Linked DNA regions of Zea mays: all the other regions are linked to region 1. A link is a contact called in public Hi-C data. All regions are on one chromosome and are shown on one strand. Each heading gives the region's core, a stretch centred on a gene start, on an enhancer-like site or on the middle of the called end of the contact. The rest is flanking DNA. Distances are from core to core; before and after follow the strand shown. Region 1 holds the start of LOC100280403 (Phosphoglycerate mutase-like protein AT74H). Region 2 holds the start of LOC100191174. Region 3 holds the start of LOC100278567.

The links. A called contact is a pair of places that touch in the nucleus more often than the background predicts.
Region 2: a Hi-C map of leaf shows a contact between it and region 1, with 6 times the contacts expected there. The contact joins the promoter of LOC100191174 here to the promoter of LOC100280403 in region 1. A contact is called at or near these places in 16 of 25 Hi-C or Micro-C datasets (bundle sheath, ear, endosperm and 5 more).
Region 3: a contact with region 1 is called in a Hi-C map of ear, with 2.3 times the contacts expected there. The contact joins the promoter of LOC100278567 here to the promoter of LOC100280403 in region 1. A contact is called at or near these places in 2 of 25 Hi-C or Micro-C datasets (ear and leaf).

Annotation. Positions count from the first base shown.
Region 1 is chr10:90,213,453-90,217,916 of Zm-B73-REFERENCE-NAM-5.0, forward strand. It overlaps LOC100280403 (Phosphoglycerate mutase-like protein AT74H), which reads left to right and starts at 2,202. Exons shown (of 5, transcript NM_001153326.1): 1 at 2,202-2,264; 2 at 2,551-2,705; 3 at 3,719-3,765. It overlaps LOC103641370 (a long non-coding RNA gene), which reads right to left and starts at 1,533. Exons shown (of 3, transcript XR_560276.3): 1 at 814-1,533.
Region 2 is chr10:90,026,759-90,031,222 of Zm-B73-REFERENCE-NAM-5.0, forward strand. LOC100191174 reads right to left here and starts at 1,758. Exons shown (of 7, transcript NM_001136609.1): 1 at 1,665-1,758; 2 at 1,308-1,415; 3 at 865-934. The coding sequence starts at 1,397.
Region 3 is chr10:90,390,235-90,394,698 of Zm-B73-REFERENCE-NAM-5.0, forward strand. It overlaps LOC100278567, which reads left to right and starts at 1,919. Exons shown (of 10, transcript NM_001151803.2): 1 at 1,919-2,117. The coding sequence starts at 2,017.

The DNA.
Region 1 (4,464 bases), core at 952-3,451:
GTAGGACATGGAAATTTAGCACTGCGCAGCCGTCAGCTTCATAAAATAGTAGCTCAAAAGCAACAGCTTTATGACTATTTGCAGCCACACAAATTCCACTTTCGACTAGGCTGACAAAAAAAGAAGATCCCACCCCCACCCAAAGTGGTGGAGAACAATTGAAGCTGCAACTGTAACTATGAGAGATGCAGTTTCATTGCCATAATGAGGGATGTATACAAAGAAGTCACCAGACATCGCACTCTTTTTGTGAGAGTCCTGTGCCCTATATATAGGATGAAAAGAACATAAATGGAAGGATTCAATCCGAACAAAAGGCGATTGTTAGCTATGCTCGTGTAATGGATATTAATAGAACTCAAATAGCATCTGTAGCTAACATCTTAGTTGTGTCCTAGGAGTTTTACTGTTACTGCCCTTTTTGTAAGAGATGTAAATTTCTCCAGAATCACACTTTGTCCAAGCTAATCAATTATTGAATACTATGCTAATCAATTATTGAATACTATGCTGATTTCATAATATATGCCTGAATGAAACATCAAAAGGAATGCTAATTTAACGTGTTTGGTGTTTGCACAGTGCACACGATTTAAAAAGTGCCCAATGCAAATACGTGAGTAAGTGAGTAACATGGGAGCGAACTTTTTTTCCTCGAATAAAAAAAACATGGCAGTGAACTCGGTGACTGGGTTGAGCTAATTTCCATATGAGTCCACTAGACTCAGTCATACAGTAAATCACAATTTCCCCATTCAGCTTGCATACCGACCAGCGTTACTTCACGTACTGAATAACGAGAAACCCACCGACCTCATTGTCGGAAACCGGCTACGCATCGTCGATGATCTCCATGCCGCAGATGTCACACCCTCTCCCGTCCTGCACAAACAAATGGAGGGCAGGGGACTAGGGTTTAGGGGTCTGGTGAGCAATGGCGGGATAGCTTGCCTTGAGGTAGGCGCGGGCTAGGGGTAGGGAGGCGAAGTGGCGGAGGCGCGAGGTGGTGCCGTGGCTGCCGGAGGCGCTGACGTCGCGGCGGCCGACGTCGACGACAACCACCTCCACGACGCCGAACGCCGCCTCAGCGTCCCCACGTTGCGGACCACCGCGACGCTCTCGGCTCTACACCGCCGCCGCCGCCGCGTCTGTGTCAGTGACCAGATGTGTCACGTCAGGACACTGACAAAGAAGACTGGTTGAGCACAGCAATGCGGTTCGCGAGGTATCGCTCTGAATCCCTGGTGGCGAGGTCGTTGGGAGGCGCCGAGGCGGGGTTCTCTCTGATCTGCGGGAATCACTCTCACTAGCGAAAATCCGTCACTGACAAAGTAGCTGGCATTGCATTTTGTATGCCATTTCACCTCCTATTGACAAATAGTTAATTTTGCCGACTGAGAAATAGCTTTGGCTGTTGTGGAATTCGACGATGATCAATCTAAAAAGCTGCCTCCTAATGCAATTGAGAACTTGCAAAGCGAGAACGAATGTGTTCAGTCATCCAGTACACCTTCCACGGTTCTACCGGTCAGGATTTATGACCATGCTATACCTCTCTCTCTCTGTATATAACTTATTCGTTGTGGCTTGATGTGGTTTTAATACAACTACGACTATGGCTGAAAATAATACTTTGACTCGGGTAATTGTCAACCACTATGTAGACATGTATAAGATTAACTCTAACAAGTAACTCCAAAGGGTTCTGTACTCTTAATTTAAAGGATATGGTTGTTCTCTACGTACCCAACAACGTTCTCTAAACGGTCCTCTAAATTTAGAGAATACTGCTGTATCCTCTATATATAGAGTTTTTATCTCCTCTGCTCTATCCATTTTCATACTTTAAACAATAGATTTAGTCAAACTAAAATATGTACATTTGAGAGTGATAAATACGTATGCACAAAAATTAAAAGTAAAATATATCTATAATATCGTTATTTATGTATAAAGTGTGAGATATAGAGGATGTTACTGAAGATGAAGATATGGAGGAGAGAATCTTTAAGAAGAGACGGTAAATGAATGATATAGAGGATGAACACGAGTACCTTGAAAACAATCGTTTGTTGGGCGTGGACCTCTACGTGTGCATCTCACGTTTCTGGCGGGATCTTCTCCTCCTACGCCAGTACCAGTACACACGACCACCCCAAAATTAGATTCAAAATCTCTCTCTTCCTGCCATTCTGGGTCCTCAGAAACGGGCGCGTCTCCTCCCCTCTCGCACCTGCTCCTCCCGTGACAGCGACGGCGACGAGGTACGTGTGGATTCCCCATCCCCAGGAGATGAACTTTCCCCTACCCTTACTTGCTTTGCAAGCTTCGACTGCTCCTCTTAATCGCGCCGATCCGCGCTGCATTCGCGGCGCTCGGTTGGTTAGTTTCGCTGGACATCAAATCGCTGGCGGGAATTGGGGTCAGGGGGAGCGAATTCAGATGGGACGCGTTATTTATTTGGCTTGCTGTGTCCCTCGACCGATTGAAGCGTATTATTGGGTTCGATTGTGAGTTTACCGCGCGAAATGGGGGCTTCGTTGGACGCAGGCATTCGGAAAATTGGCGTTCCTGGAGCAATCCGATTGCGAGCACTCTGGGAAGCATCGACGATCGGGAATTATTGAACTGCCACTACGTTGTGACATACATACAAGAGGGTTATGGAGTGTTACCTGACAGATATCTAGCTTTATGTCCCGGAGGTCTACCATGTACCCTTTTTTTAATAAGTTAAGTGATGAATTAGTATAGGGAGACACACGCTTTTCATCGATTTGAACAAGCCTTATGGCAAAATACCAAAAAAATGTTATATAGATTTTGGATTGGACTCATTAAAGACACATACAACAATGTTGTGACTAGTGTTCAAACAAGTGATAGAAACACAAATAACTTCTTAATTAGAATAGGGTTACGTCAAAGATCAGCTTTGAGTCCTTTTTTTTTGGTCTTGGTAATGGTCTAATGGATGAGGTCATTTCTTGGTATATGCTTTTTACATACGATATAGTGCTAGTTAATGAAAGCCGTGCAGAGTAAATATGAAACTAGAGTTATGGCGGGAGACTACAGTCCAAAGGTTTTAGACTCAATAAAACTAAAACCGAGTATATAAGATGTGATTTTAACACTACTATACATGAGGAACTAGATGTTAATTTGGAAGGTCAAAACCGACTCCAGTGTACAAATGATTTCCCCCCATATCCAATTTTATTTGAATTTTTATGATTAGAGCTGTTGCTTCTCCTATGATTCCTTGCTTGTTGGTGCCATCAAATATTACAGCATGTCATGACAAGCAAGTTAAATACATTAAAACAATTGTATTCTATCCATGACACGCCAAAAAACACCTTCTTGTTAGATTTATCATGCAGAAGCTAAATCTGAAACTCCTAAGTTAGACAACTATAAAAATACATTTATGTGTATCATAAATAGAAAATTTTCTTTCCCTTTTTATTTTATTTTACAGGTTGGGCATTTAGAAACTAAAAACTCTGAGTGCCAGTTTAGATTATCTGCCACTTAAAAGAGTTCTATGTGTACTCTGAATCTGCAAACTGTGATCAGCTAGTCTGATTTAAATTAATCTCTATGTCAGGGTCACTGAGATACTAATGACAGCTATTAACAGTGTGACACTCTAGAACTCAGTTAGAATTTCTAGCTAGAAATGTTGTAACCAGGAAGAAACTCAATGGTGCAGGGTTCAAGGGATGACTAGGGGCGCAGGTCTATGGAGGTAACTTCAAGGTGAGAACCACTCAGGCCTTGTTTAGTTATTCCTATACCTCATGGATTAGAAAAAAAATATAAAAGATTTTGATTAGATATAGATCTAAACCCACTCAATCTCCTCCAATCCATATGGATGAAGAGGGAACCGAACGGGCCCTAAGGGGAGATTTTTAGTCCAGGAAGTGTTCCAGCATATGGGATTTAATGAAACTACACCACATATCTGCTGCATTTAATCTGTGATGAATACACATGGAAATATGAATTATTAACACAGATGCTCGTGAAATCGACAGAAAAGTTCAGCACATAACTGAGAAAACCAGCAGAGGAAGGGAACATTGGTAGAATACTTCAGACCATTTCCCCTTTCCTGTTCTACTTTTTTTCCCCATTACCTTGCAACTGCATCAGTGGCAATCAATAATATGCAGTATTTGAACACAGAACCAGCCAGACTGACTTTTATATTTTCCCCCACCATCAATTGTAGTTAATAAGATGCTGCATTTGGGTGCCCAATTAGCCATACAAAGCTCTTGCTTGATCCAGAGGTCTGTGATGTCTTCATTTTCGCTATGGTTACCTACAGTTGGTCAAGCACTCACATCTGCCCTTAGCCTGAAAAAATGTTGTGACGATCTGGTTTTAGGCACATGATCTGTCACTAGCCCATCAAAATTCTACCATGCTATGGACACTGGCTGGTGGTTC
Region 2 (4,464 bases), core at 508-3,007, 190 kb before region 1:
TAGACATGAAAATCTTTATCTTGTTGATTTTTTATTTAATGAGGCAAAGCTTACAACTTGTCTATTCTCTAAGGTTTCACTAGGTTGGCTATGGCATAGAAGACTTAATCGTGTTGGTATGAAACAATTGAATCAATTATCCAAGCATGATTTAGTTCGAGGGTTGAAGGATGTGAAATTTGAAAAGAACAAATTGTGTAGTTCATGTCAAGCCGGGAAGCAAGTGGCAAATACTCATCCCTACAAGAGTCAAATGTCTACTTATAAACCATTAGAATTACTTCACATGGATCTTTTTGGACTAACGTCTTTTATGAGTATTAGTGGTAATTCCTATTGTCTTGTAATTGTGGATAATTATTCTAAATTTACTTGGGTCTATTTTCTTTGAGATAAATCAAATGTATTTGAAACATTTAAGTCATTTGCTATATTGACCCAAAATCAATTTGATTTTGACATCAAGAAAGTTAGAAGTGATAATGGGTCATAATTCAAAAATGCTAGAATTGATGAATATCGTGATGACAAGGGTATTAGACATGAATTCTCTTCTAAATATACATGGCAAGGACAAAGATTGTAAATTCCTAATGAAGAAAATGGTGTCACCCAAACCTCAAAATATGTACCTGCTTGTGGTGCAATACCCCTAGAACTTGACATTTCCATAATAGATGCCAAAGCCTATAAGTGCTTGTGGTTCCTTTGTATTCTTATAAGGTATTGTAATCATTAGGGTTTGGATTACACAGATTGTACAATAAAGGTTAGCAGTGTGAAATATTCACAAATTTTAGTATCACTATTGAAAAAACAAAACAATTGCTTAACAAGAGAGAACTAAGATAAAGCTTTGCTTACTTTCTCCTGGATAATCAATGTATTCCAAGTAACACTCCAGGTATCCAAGCCTGACACGCATATTATGTATCTGAAAAATAGCTGAACTTAGTTAGCCCCCTTGCTCTACTTTTGTCCATCTAATATGACTACACATCTACAGTTCATGAGATGCACAATGAATAAAACAATGAGGAAAAAGTTTGTTTCATTTTGTAGATGTGCATGCATCTTTCCATAAACTTAGTCAATGTTAGAGGTTTATGACAAAACTAAAACTATTTACATTCCCTAACCTGAGGGAGTACTAACTAGGGACGATATGAATTTCAGACAAGAGTTAATTGAATATCAACAGTTTGAAATTAGTAATTCACTGCCCCCCACATATTAAAAACAAATGCAGGAAACGCTTAATTATAACATAGTAACTGAACAGAGAAGGGGGATAAGTGAGGCTTGACCTTACAGCGAAACCATGCACCTCTGTAACCGCTCACCAAGGATTTGGACTCCGCGAGGTCCCCAACCTTATATGGAAGAATCAGATCCATCTCGAGCTACCTACCAATCTACAGGCATCAACAGCAGAAATCTAGTAAGCAGAATATGAGGAACCTAACACCAGAGGTCCAAGTAACAACACAACGATAGCCATAGCAATCCAGGTTTAACTAAAGTCAGCGGCTTTCTATTTTTTTTTCCTTCGATATGGGAGGCTATGGATGAAAAAAAAAGTAATTTGACACCACACAATAATCAGCCTAAAGGCAAATGCTTTCCACCGAAAGGCGAAATGGAGGCAGCGGGCAGGGGCGTACCAGGAGGGGCAGCGTTCGACCAGCCTTGATGCGGAACCGCAGCCAATCGCCGCCAGCAACCCCGAAAACGGTTGCCGGCTCGGCGCCTCGTCCCTTCCCTCGCCGGCGGAGGCAAGCGGCAGAGCTGTGCATGAAGGGAGGAGGGTCTTATAGGATTTTGGATTCCCATTCTTCTCTGAGAAGCGTACGAATAATAATGATTTAATTTATTGCGGTAATAATAACTACGTGCGCCAGGCCAGGAATGAGAAAGAGAAGCGGCGCGGCCCACCTATTGTCCAACTCTATCATAGGGCCCATTTACGGCTCCAAACCAACTTCACGTGCAGTAAAAACAACGTCCACTCACACAAAAATTAGCTAAATAGTTCAGACACAAAATATAGCTTGATTCATTTTATTTGGTGAAAATTTTTAAAGAACACTTTAACAAAGTTTGGTAGAGTTAGAAAAATACCAAGAACATTTTAAAAGAATTTATTATTTATTTATTTTCTTTCATCATCTTTTCTTCCTCTCCGTGAACACTCGCATGCTCCCTGCTCCGCTCCGGTTGCCTGTGCCTCGTGTGGAACGGCCATGCTTCGGTCACCCCTGCCCTACCCGCACCCTCGTCATGGTCAGTCAGAAGTGGCGACTTAGACCCAGTAGTTTATTTATAGTTTATCTAAAACACTATTTTTTAGTTCTATATTATATATTGTATTGTTCGCATAATAAAATTTAAATATGAGTATAGAAATAAATAAGCTACTGAAGATAGTCTTACGTCTAGCCCCACACGTCTAGCCACGTGCCTTGGTCGTGCCTAGCTGCTCGCTATAGCCATGTCGTGGTCGTGGCCACATCTGAACGCACCTAGTTGCATTAGGACCACGTCGTTAGTCGTTAGGGCTGAACGAAATACTTGTGGCTCGTCGGCTCGCTCGATTTATGGCTGGCTCGGTTAGACTTGAATCGGTTCGTTTGAATTTTTTCACGAGCTGAGCTAATATCCTAGCTCGGTTTGGTAATGAGTTAGCTCGATTTGTTAACGAGTCAGTTCGCGAGCTCAACGAGTTATCATATTTCAGCAAAACGAAACTATATGTTTACGTGTGAATTAGTGAATATGTTATATGTATGTACAGTGTCTATGGCCTATAGATTAAATTTGATAATTGATGAATTGTACTTATGTGTTAAATTGGCCTGTGCGCCTATGAATATGGGTTGAACTGATGAATATATACGTAAATTGTGAATTTATGGTAAACTGGTTAGTGGTGAGTTGTGTTAATTTGGTGTTGTATTGATGTGGTCTATAAAACTATGAGTATAGTTGCTATTTTCTATTGTTAAATTGGTTTAGAATTAACTAGAAATTGATTGTTATATACATCTTTTTTTTGTTGTGGCCAGCGAGCAAACGAGCCAGCTCGAGCTCGTAAACGAACCAAGCCGAGCTGACTCTATGGCTCATTCACTTAACAAGCCAGCTCGAACTCGGTCGAGCTGAGCTAAGCTAGCTCGATATCCAGCCCTATTAGTCGGCTTCCTATGCTCAATCTGCTATAAAGGAGGAAGTAACAGGAAAGAACAGGAGGAAGTAACAGGAAAGAACATAACACTGACGGGTGGAAACTATCCAAGGGAAAACAAGCAATCCTTAAATAAATTTTCCTTGTGTGGATTTGGATCGGACGTGTAAACCAAACCTTAGTAACCGGGAACTGAGAACTTGGCCACGTTCCTCGTTCCGGGATCGTGGGAACTAGGGGTGAAAACGGTCGGAAAAAACCTCTCACCATTTTCACCCGCATAATTTTTTGTTCGGCCGGAATCGGTAAACGGGAAAGTCAGAAACGGATAACGACCGGTAAATTCCGGTATATCGGAAACGGATAAATCCGAGCAAAATAGCTCGGAATTGATCGGGAAACGGTAATTATAATCGGAAAAGCTCATAATAAACACGATACATAAGTCTTAAAACACGATTGTTCATTCACATCCACATATAAGTCTCAACCACACAAATACACAATACATAGTCTAGAGTCTTGACCACACATAAATGATCATACATGTTCACAGAAGTTTTAACCACGTAATATATAAGTCTGAAACACACGATACATAAACTAGAAATCATGTGGCATGTCGTCTGGATCACTTGATATATCTTCTATGACATCCGAAGAAGTAGATATCACATCTAAAATCTCCATGTCTATAGGAAGGGATGGCACAGGCGTGGAAGCTGAAATGCAAATACAAGACAATTTTAGTACAAGAAAATCTTGTATAATTACAAATAAAAAGGTATCATGTGTTGGGCTGTTAGTCTCATAACAAATTAACAACACTACTAGTTAGTGAATTATCTGGTCTCAAGAAGAGCAGCAACTATAATTGTTACCTTTGTTTGTTGCAGCTATCCAATCTTTGGTGCAAATTAACGCTTCCACCATCTCAGGATCAAGGCGACTAGGGTATGGATCAATGACCCGCCCACCAGCACTAAAAGCAGACTCTGAAGTAACAGTTGACACTTGTATAGCCATAACATCACGAGCCATCTGAGAAAGAACGGGATATTCTTCTTTTTTGTTCTTCCACCATGACAAAATATCAAACTCACTTTGCTTCAGAAGTGGTTCTAACATATACTTATCCAAGTCATTACACTTACCAGTACTTGGGCAAAGATCATCATACAAGAAGGCATCAAGTTCAGCATTGGAGACACCAACTTTAGGAGTGAGACCACTCATAGAAGTCACAGTACTCTTGCTTGAAGTTGATGTTGTAGGTACTG
Region 3 (4,464 bases), core at 669-3,168, 180 kb after region 1:
TCGACCATGGAGCATACCCCCATCGCATGTGCACCTGCCCTATAGGAGGATATCCCACAACTATATACTTCTACATTATAGCCATTACTTACCTCCAGATGGAGGGGCACTGGACGTGAAAACCTGGTGCAGGGGTGCGGTGACCGGTCGGGTGGCCTCAGGGTGTGGGGCGTCGAAGAGAGGGGTGAGGAGTTGGTCGCGGCTTGCTGCATGGAGGTGGGCGGTGAAGAGAGGGTAGGGCGTCGACCATGGCTTGCCAAAGGGAGGTAGGGCGACAAAGAGAAGGGAGGGGTGCTGACCACGGCTTGTCGGAGGGAGGGGCGCTGGCCACGACAGCCCACTAGTGGGAGAGGCATCGATTGCGGCTTGACGGAGGGAGAGACATTGACCACGATGGGCTGTCACGGTGGCATCAATGTCTGGGGCCACAGGCAGAGGGCGGGGCGGTGGACAACTGGATCTCTTGAGCGTCGGAGAGAGCTAGGCGGAGAAGGAGTGCGCGATGGGTGAAGAGGAGAGCGCGATGGTGGAGCGTGTAGCATAGAGGAGAGGAGAGAAATGGGGCACGATGAATTAATTCCAGCGATTAAGTACGTGTATGTCTATTTGTGATATCGACGTACCTAACATTAAGGGTGTGTTTGGTTTGGCTTTGACTTTTGCCCTATAAAAATCAAACCAAAGGGTTGGATCCAGGAAGCGGCTTTTTCTAAAAGTTGACTTTCTCGTAGTGCAAAACTGAAAGTACCCCTAGACCTGCTTTTAGTGGCTTTCGGATGAAACTGTGAAAATATATATCGAAGAACTTTTAACAGCTTTTAGTGGTTTCCACCAAACGGTTTTTAGCTTTTTAACAGGTCACAGACCACAACGACTTTTTTTCACAGCTCACAGCCCACAACAGTTTTTTCCGCACCACGGCCCATCCAAACAAACTTTAAGTATGTCAGTCTTCCTCTGAACCGACTTACTTAACGTTAAGTACTTTGGAGCAACAACCAGACGACATACATACATTCAAGTATGTTATGGCAGGGACCCAACGAACGTACTACGTTAGGAGCTCGTAGTCGACATACTTGTTTGAAATAAGTACGTCGTTGTCGACGTACTTAGAGTCTATTTGGATCGCTGTCTAACTTACCATATTTTGTCTAACTTTTCTGTCTAAGGTTAGTTCTTCAATTCGAACGACTAAACTTAAGTAAAATGTGGCACAGTTAGCCACGAACCAAACAGACCCTTAGTTTAACCCACGTTCTTCAGTAATGTGTGTATATATATATTATTTTTGCTACATTTTCAGATATACACTATATATATGTAATAAAAATAATATATCTAAAAGGTTAAAATGTCTTATTGTACTTGCGAAAAATCTTGAATTGTAATTTCATGATAGTATAGTTTTTGTATTATCAATAATACTATACATTTTATGGATATGCTTTTAAACCTGCTTTTGCATTTTTAAAAGCCAAAAGCCAAGTAAAAAGATGAAAAACAACGGCTGATTTGGGCCAAAAGTTGCGTTTACTCTAGCACAAAATCGAAAACAACTCTCTCCCTGCTTGTATGTGCTATCAAGGTGGACAACTTTGAAGATTACTTATCTGCCACTGGTTTACTTTTTTTTTCTTCTTTTCTATCTTTGACCTCTTTCCTTTCGTGACACCGTGGCCTCTTTCTCTTCTCATACGGCGTCTCCAACCGCCAGCGACGCTCCCTTCCTCTCCCAAGTTCGTGTTCTTGTTGACGTGTATATTTTGCATCAATTTCAAATTACCTCCCTATCTTAGTTAAAACTAGATTTGAGCGGTTTTCTTAAAAAAATTGTTGATAAAATATTTGGTTTTAGAATTTGAGAAGTGAAATAAAACCGCGATAATAATCATTTAGGTCTACATACACTCAGTCCGTACCAGTGCCCTTCCCAAAACATCAAACAAAAGAGAAACCGCCGCCTCCGCGTCCTCCTCCCTTGCGCGCTCAGAGCAGAAGCCCACCCAGCCGCCGATGGCTAACGCGGCGGCGCAGAACAGTACCGAGCAGCTGCTCCACCTGAAGCTCGCGTTCCTCGCTGGAGAGCCTCCCTCCTGCGTGCTCACGCTCGCTAGGTACGCGCCGCCGCTGCCAGTCAAATTCGCAACGGTACCCAGAGATCTCTCGCTCTGGGGTGCCCTTTTCCGAGTGATTCGTGATTAGGAAAAGCATGGAGCATGGTATCTAGGTGACCTGCTGGTCTTGCAGTTGTAGTGCTGATGGCTAGTTCGGCTGGTAATTGGCCTCCAAAGTTAGGCATGTTCATATAACGATATCTTTATTTATAATTGGCCATCCAGCCGTACTAGTGGATCGTCATGCTTCTTGTTTGGGTGAATTCGGCTCCCTAATAATTCTTAACGCTCCAGCTCCTTGATTTAATTTGGTTCACTGAAAGAGTTATTCTGGTGGGTGGGGGGCAGGTTGGAAGTGATTCTGCTGGTGAGCACTGCACAGTGAAACAGTGTTGAGCACGTGTTGACGCCTTTTTGGAGCGCCAAACACTTAACAAAAACCGTGACGGTGCTCTCTGGTCAGGCGCGGACGGTCCGCGACATGGCGCAGGGGCTAGGGTCCTCTGCCTGACGGCCGGACGGTCCGCGCCCTGGGGGCCGGACGGTCCGCGCGTACGCAGAGGCGGCGAAGGATCGCCGGCGGCGCCTGGATCTCGCTCCCGGGAGGGACCCTGTCGGGGAGGAGAGATCCTAAGAGTTGTCTAGGCTCGGGTAGACCGACCTAGACTCCTCTAATCGACGTAGAGTCGAGGAGAGGCGAAGAATTTAGGGATCGAGAGACTAAACTAGAACTAGACCAGAACTACTCCTAATTGTACTGGAAATAAATGCGAAATAGAAGTTGTATTGATTCGATTGATGATTACAAATCGGCCGTATACCTCTCTATTTATAGAGGAGGGGGGTTGGACCCTTTACAAACTAATTTCCGAGCTTTTCCCGTGATTTTAGCTAACAACCGTAACATAAAACTCGGAACCCTAATCTGCTCTGCGCACGCGTGGACCGTCCGGCCCCCAGGCGCGGACTGTCCGGACCGCGGACCGTCCGGCCTCAGGGCTGGACCGTCCGCAAGGCTCAATTTGGTTCCAAACATATGCCCCCTGCCTTTTGGTGGAGCTGAGCGAACCAAAAGCAACTAACTCGATGTGATCACATCAGTTTTTTTAGGCATCTTGACACTTACTAGGATGACACGCAATGGCCTTAGTCCCGATGGTTGACTCAACGGACTTGACCCCTTTAGCTTTAATCGAACTGTTAGTCCCAATACCGCCAAGCGCCATACTGGTCCTGACCAATTCATCACCTTGCTTTCCTAATTTTCTAAGTGTTCTGGCGTAGCTTTGTAGTCGACCAGGTCTTCTCCTTGCATGTCGTCTTCCTCCATGGGCGTTGGTACGTCGTTGCAGGTGTCATGGTGTATTGCGGATGAGTCGGCCTCAGGGGTCGGACGGTCCGCGCCCTGTACGGTTGGTCCGGTCTTTATAGCCGGACTGTCTGCTATACCTGCAAAGAGTTGCACAGTTGTTGTTTTATTTTCTGTCTTTATGGCCGTTTGATTTTCCTCAACGGCCTTTGGTCTCCATCTCTTTTGTGGTGGCAGATACTGCGGATGTGTGTCATTGAATATTTTTTCCGCCTCCTCCTGATTCTCCTTTGCTCTAAGGCGCTGTAATTTTCGCTTTTGCGATCGTGTCAATCCCGATGGGCACCATCGGGGTATGGAGTATTTTGGATCGGCTATTTTATTGACAGTCGTACTTTCTTTTTTGTTTGTGTTGGCCGATTCACCAAAAATCATCGGCCCTTCGTTATTTTGTTGTACGACGACATATGTCGTTCCTATTTTAATGATGTCTCCCTTTTTCGTACTGTTGGAGGTTGTAGCTGTATGCCCCCCCTGCCGGATTAGTCAGCCTTTGGGGCCGAGTTGTTCGGCAATCTTGCTGGGCCTGTGCTCGTGGACCAGATTGAGGGGCTCTCAATCGGTCTTGTACTGGAGGTGTCAACCTATTGAATACAGATGTTTGGGGTACCTTCCAAGCGGGGTACTGTGGCATCCCAAATGAGTATGGTGGCATGCCCCACATTTGATTTGGGACATATGTTGGAGGTATGTATGTGTATGGATATGGCATAGGTGGATATGGTGGTGGAAGTGTCCATGCAGGCACGTTAGGTCTTAATTGAACATTATGACCTCCCGTCCTTTCCGATTGGTGTGGTGGTCCAATCGGCTTAACCTGCCGTCGCACCTGGGTGAGTAAGCGAGGTCCCTTTGGTGGCCGGTTGCTGGGGCCAACCTTCTTTTTCACATATTTAGACAATAATTGATCAAAGGTCGGGCTAGATTTTACCAACCGATCAGTTGCCTTGAACATGTTAGTTTTCCACGTACCTATTT